Regions from separate parts of the Sus scrofa genome. Here region 1 is linked to region 2. Evidence: chromatin contacts called from public Hi-C data. All regions are on one chromosome and are shown on one strand. Each heading gives the region's core, a stretch centred on a gene start, on an enhancer-like site or on the middle of the called end of the contact. The rest is flanking DNA. Distances are from core to core; before and after follow the strand shown.

The links. Hi-C and Micro-C count contacts between places; a contact is called where the count stands out from the background.
Region 1: a Hi-C map of liver shows a contact between it and region 2, with 10 times the contacts expected there. The contact joins the enhancer-like site here to the promoter of IHH in region 2. A contact is called at or near these places in 1 of 5 promoter capture datasets (liver), 21 of 47 Hi-C or Micro-C datasets (alveolar macrophages, embryonic fibroblasts, epiblast stem cells and 10 more) and 1 of 2 datasets of contacts at active chromatin or transcription factors (skeletal muscle).

Annotation. Positions count from the first base shown.
Region 1 is chr15:121,140,423-121,145,945 of Sscrofa11.1, reverse strand. The region is part of intron 6 of NHEJ1 (non-homologous end-joining factor 1); the gene reads left to right. All of the region lies in intron 18 of SLC23A3 (solute carrier family 23 member 3), which reads left to right. Among named protein-coding and RNA genes, the nearest start is that of NHEJ1, 47 kb to the left of the region's middle. Within about 2 kb of position 3,780, at least 7 of the 83 cell types and tissues checked have an H3K27ac peak or open chromatin away from gene starts, as enhancers often do. A contact at or near this core is called in fetal liver and liver, where this site is marked.
Region 2 is chr15:121,086,859-121,092,186 of Sscrofa11.1, reverse strand. It overlaps IHH (indian hedgehog), which reads left to right and starts at 2,066. Exons shown (of 4, transcript NM_001244470.1): 1 at 2,066-2,607; 2 at 5,025-5,286. The coding sequence starts at 2,296.

The DNA of each region.
Region 1 (5,523 bases), core at 2,531-5,030, 52 kb before region 2:
TAGATGAGGAAACTGGGGTCTCTGAGTTTCCCAAGGTTACACAGTAAGTACAACAGAGCCAAGACTCAAACCAGGTCAGTTTAGATTGTTCTGCTAGGTTAAGTTGGTCACCTGGTCTTCTACCTTATGACTCTTGGTTTGACCAAGGGCCAGGGTTCAAAAGGATAAGCTCTGCAGTGTTGTTCTATCCATTCAGTTTCAATCTCTGTTATATTTCTCACTATTTCCAGGAGCTTTTTTTCTTTCTGACACTTCCTTTTTCCTCTTTATCCCTACTTCTCTGACCCCCTACTTTGAGACTGCCTTATTTGCTTTCCTAGAAATTCCTCTTTTAAGGCTCTCAGGAACTTTGACCTACCCGTAGTAACTACGTTTAAGAGAGTGTTTAAAATGTCTCCTGCCCCTCTCATTCATCCCCCCCCCCACCAAGCGTGGCCTCGCCCCATCCTGCCATCATGCTGGCCAAGCGCGTGGGGCAGCTGTGGTCAGTCCCATTTATAAAACTGGTAAATATGGGACCGGTTTCTGTCCCCTCCAAAGGTCAATATTTGTGCAGAGTTTAATTTTAACTTAACAAGCAGTTGTTTTCTGCAGCTGCCCTGGTGTGTTGTGTTGTGTGTGCTTTCCTTTTCCCTCCTTCCCCCTGACTGTGTGTGTCTGTGTGTGCGTGTGTATCTGTATCCACACTGTAGACTTCGTCTGGTCTTAGGACCTGCAGCCCACTGGCTTGGCCAGGCTCTGTCTCACAAAGGACACTTGGGCTGAAGGGAGTTAGATAAGGGGCCTTGCAGGTGGAGATAACAGACTTTTTCTAGGGATCAGAGGACAGAGAACACTGTTTAGTCTTTGACTGCCCTAAAATGTCATCACTATACCTTCCTTTGCAGGAGAGATTCTAGAAATGTGAGACTTGAGAAAAAGTGGTCCTTTCTTTTGAAATCTGTACTATGTCTGTCCTTTTCTCTCTCAGCAGTGTTAACCCCTTATCCAAGAACCCTGGGTTCGAATTTTGGTAGCTGCTTCTTGAGTAAGATGAGGCGAATATGTAAGGTAATCTCTTGAGGCCTTTCCAGTTTTTAATACTGTAGATTTAATGAAAACTAGAACATTGGACTAGGGTATTAAGAGTAAATTCTATTCCAGTTGCTAGCTTTAAAGTCATTTAACGAATGACTCCTGAGCTAGCCATTTTTCCTTCCAGTCGTAGCTAAGGGGATAATTTCCCTGGTAGGATTTCTTGTGAATGGATGAGATTTTATTTAAAAGAACTCTGAGCTGTTTAAATAAAAGAGAAATATGTCTTACCTGTCTGCCTGCGCCCCTTTTCACCAAGGTATTTACCTTTTTTCTGCTTGTGAGTATCTTCCTGGCTTGGACAATTTCGTCCAACAGGGCGTCAGAGCTTCAGGATCTGAAATGGAAGAGAGCTCTGACGTGAACCATGGGTGGGGGCCCAGCCTCCGCAGCCACCTCCTTACTCCTTCTCGGACCTCCTAGACCCATGTCCACTTTAGGGCCTTTGCACTTGCTGGTCCCTCTGCTGAGAATGTTCTTCCCCAGACACCTGCATGGCTGCTTCCCCTCTTCCTCTAGGCCTTTTCCCTGTGCTACCTTCCAGTCGAGAACTTCGTAGCCACCTTGTCTAAAATTTCACCCCCAACCCTACCAGTACCATCTGTCCCCTTTCCCTGCTCTGTTTTTCTCCTTTGCATTTATAGCAACCCAACTTGCCCCAGGTTGAACTTTTTATTATGTTATTTTCCTCCCCTGTGAAGGCATGGATTCTCCATGAGGGCAGGGATTTTGTCTCTGTGTTCATCACTGTCTCTGCAATGCCCCTGGAACAATGCCTGGCACACATAAGCTCTCAAAACAGGTATGTCGAATAAACAGAAGGGAAGGGAGGGCAGGAGAAGCAGGCTGTCTAAACTGATGGTTCTTCCTAGGGGGTACCTAACCCATCGGGGAGGCGATCAGAGTGATTTGGAGGCCTTTTCAAGTATTCATACCCTTATGACAAAATTCTGATATGTGCCCCCGAAACAGTTAAGTATCATGTGTAATAACCTTTAGTTACCCATGAAAATATTCAGTATGACTCGTGTGTATTGGGTGGGAAAAGTCGAGAACCACTGTCTAGGCAGGCTGACAAGCCTGTCCCCTTCTTGGCCTATGAATCCCAGGCAGCCCTCATGGCAGGAGGAGATTTGTTGTTTTTCTCCCCCTTCCCACCTTTCCCCACCTCCTATCTACCCCTAACCCACAACTCCTCGCCCCCCACTTCCCTTTATTCTCAGCCAGACCCCCGCCCGCCTCCCTCTGCACACAGAGGCTGCCTGCGTCGTCGTGAGTAGTTGTAGTTGGGACACAGAGAGCCCTTGACGGCAGCAAGCACTTCTTGTGACATCAGCTCTGTGGCTTTAGGGGGAAGGCTGTGGCTCCGGGTCCCCAAGGGAGGGGGCTGTTTTTCTCTTCTTGATTGTTCACGTTGGTGCCCGTCTGACTTATAAACTTTAATGGCCAGTTTTAAAGGTTACTGCCATGGGGCACCTTTGTTGCCAGTTTTAGTTTTTTAATTTGGAAACTTTTTTTTTCCCCTTGTGGTCTTGGGAGGAAAGATTTGGGGCCATTTGGGGCTGGGAATTGGTATTTGTGGGTGGTGATGAGATAGCACAGCAGCATTCTGGGTCTGGCTCCTATAACCAGAATCTCTGCCAGATTATCTAGTGGCCCAAATGAACCCCAACGGGAGAAGGGGAAGACTGACATTGGGATGTCCAGTCTTGGGCAGTATTGGTCAAGGGTGTCGAGGGTTGGGAGCTTGTTGGGCTGTCTGAGAAGTATGGTAGCCACCATTTAGGCACTGGAGCCCTGGGAAAGGAAGGAGACTTCTCACTTTCATCCTAAGCCTCTTACCTCCCCCTTCACCTCTAGTCGTAATCCTTTGCTTTGACCATGAACATCATCAACAATAGTCAGGTTTAATAGGGATGGAGACAGGGCTCCAGATTAGAATGGATAGTGGAGAATGTGGTCCACTGGTGGTTGCCCCAGTGTGACACAGATACAGAACTAACACAGAACGCTTCGCTGAGTCTCTCTGCCAAGTCTTTTCACTGTTGATCTTTGTGCCTTTGTTAACAAACAAAACTGAAGCCCTTTTCTCCACTCAGGGTAACTTCCCAAAGTTTTACACGTCAAAAAATGGTTATTGCCCATCTCAGAATCCTCCTCATTCCTAGGGAAAAAACCGTATTATAGAATAATACTCAATAATAGCATCTTGGAATCAGAAGGAATTATTTATAGAACTCTAATAAGACCAAGAAGTACTTGGGTACTTCTCTTGTTGTGGGGTCATAATACAAATAAACGGGTATGTCATCTAACAAACAGACCCCGAGAAAGGGCAAGCCTACCAATCCATGAATGTTTAAACACTTAACTCCCAGAGATATGCTCCTTATGGACTGTTGGCTGGTGTCTTTCATAGCTGAAACCCATATCTCACCTCTCTAGTGTTTGAATGTGTTAGCCTGAACTGGGGATTCAACTTGGAATGAAGGGGAATAATTCAGGAAAGGTTGCCTGCTAGAGAAAGCAGGGATAGCTCAGCTCTCTAAGATGTCCAAGTGCGAGGACAGACCCTTCCAGGCAGCTTTGACACCTTCCACAAGACACATCATAGAGGGTCTTGGATTCAGATCTCACTCCTGGCTGTTCTTCCTGGGCTGGACAAAGCTGGACGTGCTTCTCGTTCCCTGTGTTGCAGGGCGGGGGAGGAGGTGTGGGGGTTGGCTCGGGGCTGGGCCACAATTAGTGACCTGGAAGCTGGGCTGGGCACCCAGAGGCTATAAATAGCAGACATGGAGCAGTCACTGAGCGGACTCGAAGCCCAGCCAGACTAGCCGCGTTTCAAGTGGTCTGGGTGGGATTTTTTTTTTTCTCTGTTAACCATTTGTACATCTGGTTTCCTCCGTGTTGGTGGGGGCAAAGGAGGAGGGGCGGGGTTGTGAGCAGAACCAGAAGTTCATATGTGGAGTAGCTTCTTGGTTAGTTTTGCCATATGTGTATCTGGGTGCTTTGGGGTCCTTAGAACTGGTAGGTATCTGGGAGTAACAATGGTGGCCATCAGAAGATAAGGTCTCAGAGCAGGACGTGTGGTGTGGGAAATGCAGAAGTGCAGGGCCCCGTCACCCAAGTGTGGATGGTGTCCCTGAAGAGAGCGAGAAGTGGAGTCTCACATGGATTATTCAGGACTAGACTGGGGCCTCTTAGTGCTCAGTTCTCTATGAAACTGCCCCTCTTGCAGCCAAGCCAGTTTGCTCACCTTCGTCTTTATAGGCATTGCTGATTCTTGCTTCTCTGCATTTGTTCCTGTCATCGACCCTGGATTCGAAATCAGAATGCTTTGATTTTTTAAAAATCATTGAAATACAGTTGATGTACAACATTATGTTAGTCGGGCATACTGCTTAGTGATTTGGCATTTGCACACATTATGAAATCACCATGATAAGTCTAGTAACCATCTGTCGCCATATAAAGTTATTCCACTATCATTGACCATAATCCTTACACTGTATATGGCAGCCCCGTAGCTTGTTTATAACTGGGGGTTTCCACCTCTCTCTTCACCTGTTTTGCTCCTCTACCCCCATCCTTCAGACAGCTTTGTTATTCGTATTTATGAGTCTGTTTTCATTTTGTTTTACTTATTGTTTTGTTTTATTTATTGTTTTTAGATTCCACATATAAGTGAGATCATATGGTATTTGTCTTTGACTTATTTCACTTAGCATAATACCCTCCAGATCCATCCATGTTGTCACAAATGGTAAGATTTTATGTTTTTATGGCCGAGAACTATTCCATTTTATTTATATATGTGTATATACACATATACACACCGCATCCTTTTTTTTTCTTTTTTGGCTGCTCCCGTGGCATGCAGAAATTCCTAAGCCAGGGATCAAACCCATGCCATAGCTGTGACAACACGGGATCCTTTAATTGCTAGGCCACCAAGGTACTCCCCCATCTTCTTTATCTGTTCATTTGTTGATGGACCCTTGGGTTGCCTCCATAACTTGGCTACTGTGAATAATGCCTCAGTGAATGTTGCTGTTACTTTGGTTTGAACTCCATTTCTTCCATTTATTTATTTGTCACTTGGACATATTTGTTAAGCTCCTTGGGCTTCCCTTTCATTCATCAGTCAATAAGCAAATTTTTTTTTTTTTTCTGCTTTTCAGGGCCGCCCCCAGGGCATGTGGAGGTTCCCAGGCTAGGTGTCGAATCGGAGCTACAGCTGCCGGCCACAGCCACAGCAACACCAGATCCGAGTTGCCTCTGTGACCTACACCACAGCTCACAGTAACACTGGATCCTTAACCCACTGAGCGAGGCCAGGGATTGAACCCACAACCTCACGGTTCCTAGTTGGATTTGTTTCTGCTGCGCCACGACAGGAACTCCCAGTCAATAAGCAAGTTTGATAGAATACTCCTTAAAGTTCCTTCT
Region 2 (5,328 bases), core at 817-3,316:
AAGAGGTACTAACCTAGCGAGGTAGTGTGTCCCAGAAATATAAGCAGGAGATGGGTGGGGAATATTGCAGGGCTAGTTCCCAAACCCGGGAAAACAAACCTTAAAGCAGCTTGGGAGCTTTCAAGGAAAAGAAGCAAAGTTAGAGTAATCTGTGACTGGGAGACCCAGAATCCAAATGCATATATAAGAATGAACATGGGGTGTGGGAGTACAGGCAAAGGGGAGTACAGGCAATGATCTATTTTGTCCCCAGGTGGCAGACTTCCCTCCTCCCTGGGGGAGACACCCTACCTTCCCCTCAGTGTCCTTTTCTGTCATAAGAAGTGCTTGGATTAAGCAAACCCTTCTGAGTCCCTTCCAATTCTGAAATAGTGTTTCAAATGGTGACATTGTGGACCAGAGGATGTGTGAGTACATCTTCGAAAGCATGTACCAATGCTTCAAACCCAGGCTGTACTGAATGCATGAGAGCTGCCCAGAGGGCCAATACCTCTGCAAGGGTGAGGGCTGGGGCTCTGGGGTCAGTTATGGGAGGTGGGGTTTGAATCCCTCAGCCTGGAGCAAGTTCCTTTACTTCTCTGAACTTCAAAATCTTCATTTGTGAAAGAGGGATGATAACGTTCCTTTGAAGTCATAAGTTTAAATTAGGTAATGCAAGTAGAATGCTTAGTATAATAAAATCTAATAGATTCCATGTATCAGGCACATAAAGGTCAAGAAAACAGTATCTATTGTGTTAGTATTCTTGAAATGAGAACTTTCTATTTCTCACCCTTTTATTTCCATCTCTATTGAATTTGTAGAAAATACTGCAACCAAATCAGATAGTTTGTGGTGCTGGTGGTGTTTGTTTTTAACACACTTGGCCTTTCTTGTTTTAACAGAATGAATCCTAATTCATCAGGTTTCCTGAATGGCATTAAAATACACCTGCAACTCATGATTACCTCTCTAGCTGCCTCCACGCATTCTCTTTGTCATTTGTAAAGTAGAACTGAGAGTAACTATTTAGCAGCTCTTGTGTGCGGGTCGGTGTCTTTGAATCTTTTTTGTTTGGTTTTGTTTGTTTGTTTCCATTCTTAATAAGCCCCTGCCCTGCGATCAATGCCTGCCCGGCTTAAACGTGGTCACTCGTGGTTCCTCCCGTATTCTCTTGGTGTCACCATTTAATCGCTCTTCTCTTCACCTTGGCCTGTTCCTTTGCAACTTCATCTTGCCCCCTTTAACAGTGTTTCCAACACAACCCCCCCCCCGTTTGATTCTTCATGAGGCTGGATGCCCCAACTCCCAGCTTCACACCGAGCGGCCGCAGGTTGTGCACCGGGCTGATACAGAATTCAGCTCCACCAAGCTGAGAGGGCGCGTCTCCTGGGTCAGGGTGGGGCACCAGGTTATGAGCGGCCTCCTGTCTTTTGGGTTTACTTCCCCGCAGGGGACACCGTAGGCGGCTATGCGGTCCGGCCACTGCCCCCCGCCCCTCGCGTCCGGCCGCGCCGTGGGTTGCGGTCTCTGTGGGGGTGGCAGCTCCCGTACGGGAGGTTTGCGCCTGGCGGGGCACCCCGGAGCCGCGGGGAGCCCAGAAGGGAGGCCAAGGTGGGGTGGGGCGCGTCCGGGCGGGGAGGGCGAACTCAGGCAGCGCAGGGGGCGCCGAGGGCAGCGGGCGGGCGGACGCGCGGCGGAGGAGCGAGAGGGACGAGGGCTGGCTAGTGCCGGGGCCGCCCGCCCGAGGGGGAGGAGGCTGTGCTGCCCTTGCCGCAGGTTTGCTGTCGAGCGCACAGGAGGCAGGGACATGGGTAGGGTGCGGTCTGCGCGGGGCCCGAGCCCGGATCTCTTCCATTTCCCTTCTCACTCGGCCCCGGGCTGCGCCACAGACGGCAGCAGCTCCCGCTCCGCCCCAGCCGCCTGACCGCCGGGCCGGGGTGCTAACCGCGGGGCCCGCCAGCCCGCCGGTCCGGCCAGCCCAGCCCAGCCCGGCGGCCCGCAGCCCCGCCGCCCCCCGCCGCCGCCGCGTTGCCAAAACAAACGGGCCGGCCTATTTATTGGCGGCCGGCGAGCCGGGCAGCTCAGAGTCGAGGCGCCGAGGGGGACAGCGCGCCGCCACCAGCCAGGGCCCCGGGCCCCCGCCCCGCACCTGAGTCCCGCCAGCCCTGCGCCACGCCGCGCAGCTCATGGCGCCCCCACCTGGAGCCCCCCGGAGCCACCCGGACGCCTGAGCCCTCGCAGCGCTCCCGTCGACTTGCCCACCCATCAGCCCACCAGGCGTCCTCGCCCGCCGCTCTCCCGGGCTTCCCGGCCATGTCTCCCGCCCGGCTCCGGCCCCGACTGCGGTTCTGCCTGCTGCTGCTGCTGCTGCTGGTGCCGGCGGCTCGGGGCTGCGGGCCGGGCCGGGTGGTGGGCAGTCGCCGGCGGCCTCCGCGCAAGCTCGTGCCGCTCGCGTACAAGCAGTTCAGCCCCAATGTGCCGGAGAAGACCCTGGGCGCCAGCGGGCGCTATGAAGGCAAGATCGCGCGCAGCTCGGAGCGCTTCAAGGAGCTCACCCCTAACTACAATCCCGATATCATCTTCAAGGACGAGGAGAACACCGGCGCCGACCGCCTCATGACCCAGGTGAGCGCGACCCGCCCTCGCAGGGCGCCTCCGCCGCCGAAGCACCGCCACCTGCCCGGCCCTACCCGCCCCCTGGCACCTTTCCTTGACTGGCTGGCACGCCCCCTGGCACCTGCCCCTCTCGCCAAGCCCGGATGCCTCCTGCCCAAGATGGGCCGGCCGGGGTCCCGGTGGAATGTTGGCACCCTCGAGCCCTCAGGAGGCTGTGAGAAGAGCTGCCCGCTGCCAAGCGCCACAGCCCAGCGGGTTGGCGGTGGCCCCTCTGCCCCGGAGCGCTGGCAGCTCAGGTCAGACGCAGCACCTGGAGGTACCTCTACCCGACTGCCTCCTGAGCCTCCAGGACGCACCTCCCGGGCTATCCTTGCGCACCTCTGCGCCCCTTTCATTTCGAGGCCTCGGCACCCCCCAAGGCGAAGAAGCTCCGGGCACGGAGGGCCTCCCCGGCCTTTCCTCCCCGCGCACTCTTGGTTCGCTGCGCTGCCCTCTCCTGGAGCAGCGTCCCGGCGGGGTCCGGGTTTAGGGAACAGCGGGGAATAGTAGAGCCAGGAGACGGAGGTGGGAAAGGGCGCTTGCCCGGCGAGCCCACGTGTCTGTCCCGAGAGCTGAGCGGCGCGGCTGCAGTTGAAGGTGGGGTGCCGGGCCTCCGGGTTCTGGAACCGAACTTGGGGATCCCTGGGTTTGGTGGCGGGGTTGGCTTGAAAGAGAGGGTCTGAGATGCGGGGCAGCCCCACAGCGGAGCTAGTCTGCTCGGAACAGGACCAGAACACGACCCAAGCGCCGGGGAAAGGGTGGGGTGGAGGTGGGGAACAAACTTTCTCCCCAGCAGCTGGGTTCGCAAGGGAAGTGACCTACGTGTCCCCTTCCTCAGTGGTCTCCCGGGGCTTCCACCGCAGGCTAGCAGCCCGTTTTCTAGGTGCTTTGGGAAGGACAGCTAGACTGCGGCCCTCAGCATGCGCCCTGGCGCCGGGGCTGGCTGGCCGGTGTCGGGGCGAAGGTTGGCTTGTGGCCGGGCCGGGCCGGGCGCCGAGGAATGCAGATAAGGATCCGGGCCACGGGCTGGGCAATCATTGACAGCGCGCGCCCGGGCTCTGGACCCGAGGAAAGGGGCGGGAGAGGGAGAGAGGGGCGGGGAGCAGGGGCCGCGGCGGGCGGATTAGGTGGGTGGGTGGTTAGAAGCCTGGCGGCAAAGAGCACATGGAGCTCCCTCCTGGGGCAGTGAGATCCCCCAGCTAGACTGCAGCCTGGCAGGACCCGTCAGGGCCTTGGGTTGTAGCTGCTGTTGGCCTCTCAGAGACCAAGTCCAAGGGTCTGTGGGGCCTGGGCTCCGAGAGGTAGGGGTAGTTTGAGACATGGGCTGCCCACACTTGGCAGCGTCTGGCACCTCAAAGTTAAGGACAGTGGAAGGGCCTCTTCTCCAAGACCCCTCTCCCCAGTCAGCTGCGGGGTCCCTTGGGTGGCCCTTGCCTGGAAGGCCCTCAGGGAGCCAACACAGACAATGATCTCTGCCGTCCTTCCCCCAGGGCCGGCTCAACTCCCACTCCGTGAGAGGCGGAGCGTGAAGCCGGTTCCCTGAGACCACGCGCTGGGTTTCTCGAGTTCCTTCCCAGATAGGAGCGGTGCAGAAGTGCAGAGGTGCTGAGGACTCGGCTCAGGGAGAATGCTGCCTGTTTATCAATCCTGAGCGCACCCCTTGCAGCAGGAGGCGCTCGGAGCGTTCTCCATCTGGCCAAGGCAGGCGCTCTCCTTTGCCCTAGGTTCTGGTTCCCGGGTTGCCGCCTCCCGGGCTCGGGTGTATACAAGTTTTGGATCATGAGGGTCCCAGCAGGAATGCTCTGTGGCGCCGAGGGATCCAGGCAGGCTTGGGATTCCCCTCCAATACGCCCCGGGGTTGCTGGAGCGCTCCGCACCTGCCGCGCCTGGCCGCTGCGGGGGCCTCAGCCCTGGGGCTACGGTGACACCTACTGGGCGCCTCGGGCCTTGCACGCCTAGCAGGCGGGCCGCAGGCAGTCGGCTCCGCTACCACTTTTACCCTCCCGGCCGCAGGCAGTCCCTAGTGTCTAGCGCCGCGGTGAGACCGAGGGACCTGGCGTTCAAAAGGTGGAGCCCTGCCTGTGGAGGGACCAGTAAATCCAGCGGCGGAGAGAGAGCACTTAGAGAAAGGCGCCCCAAGGATCGACTCGCCCTCCCGATTTGTGGCGCCCCCGCGCGGTCCAGGTCCCTGGGGGGCAGCCGAAGCTAGAGGGACGGAAGCACGTGGCAGCACTGCAGCGCTCTCCGATCCTAAGAGAGAGGAAGAGCGCACCCTCTCCGGTTTCCCAACTTCAGCGAGTGCGGTGGGAGAGCGAGGGCCGAGGCCACGCCGACGCCTGCACGCGGGCCAGCTCCGCGCCCTAACTCAGCTCGCTTTCCTCTCGCAGCGCTGCAAGGACCGCCTGAACTCGCTGGCCATCTCGGTGATGAACCAGTGGCCTGGGGTGAAGCTGCGGGTGACCGAGGGCTGGGACGAGGACGGTCACCACTCGGAGGAATCGCTGCATTATGAAGGCCGCGCGGTGGACATCACCACGTCGGATCGCGACCGGAACAAGTACGGACTGCTGGCGCGCCTGGCGGTGGAGGCCGGCTTCGACTGGGTGTATTACGAGTCCAAGGCCCACGTGCATTGCTCCGTCAAGTCCGGTGAGCCGCTGCCGGGGGGCTGGGCCCGGGGCCGGGGCCGCA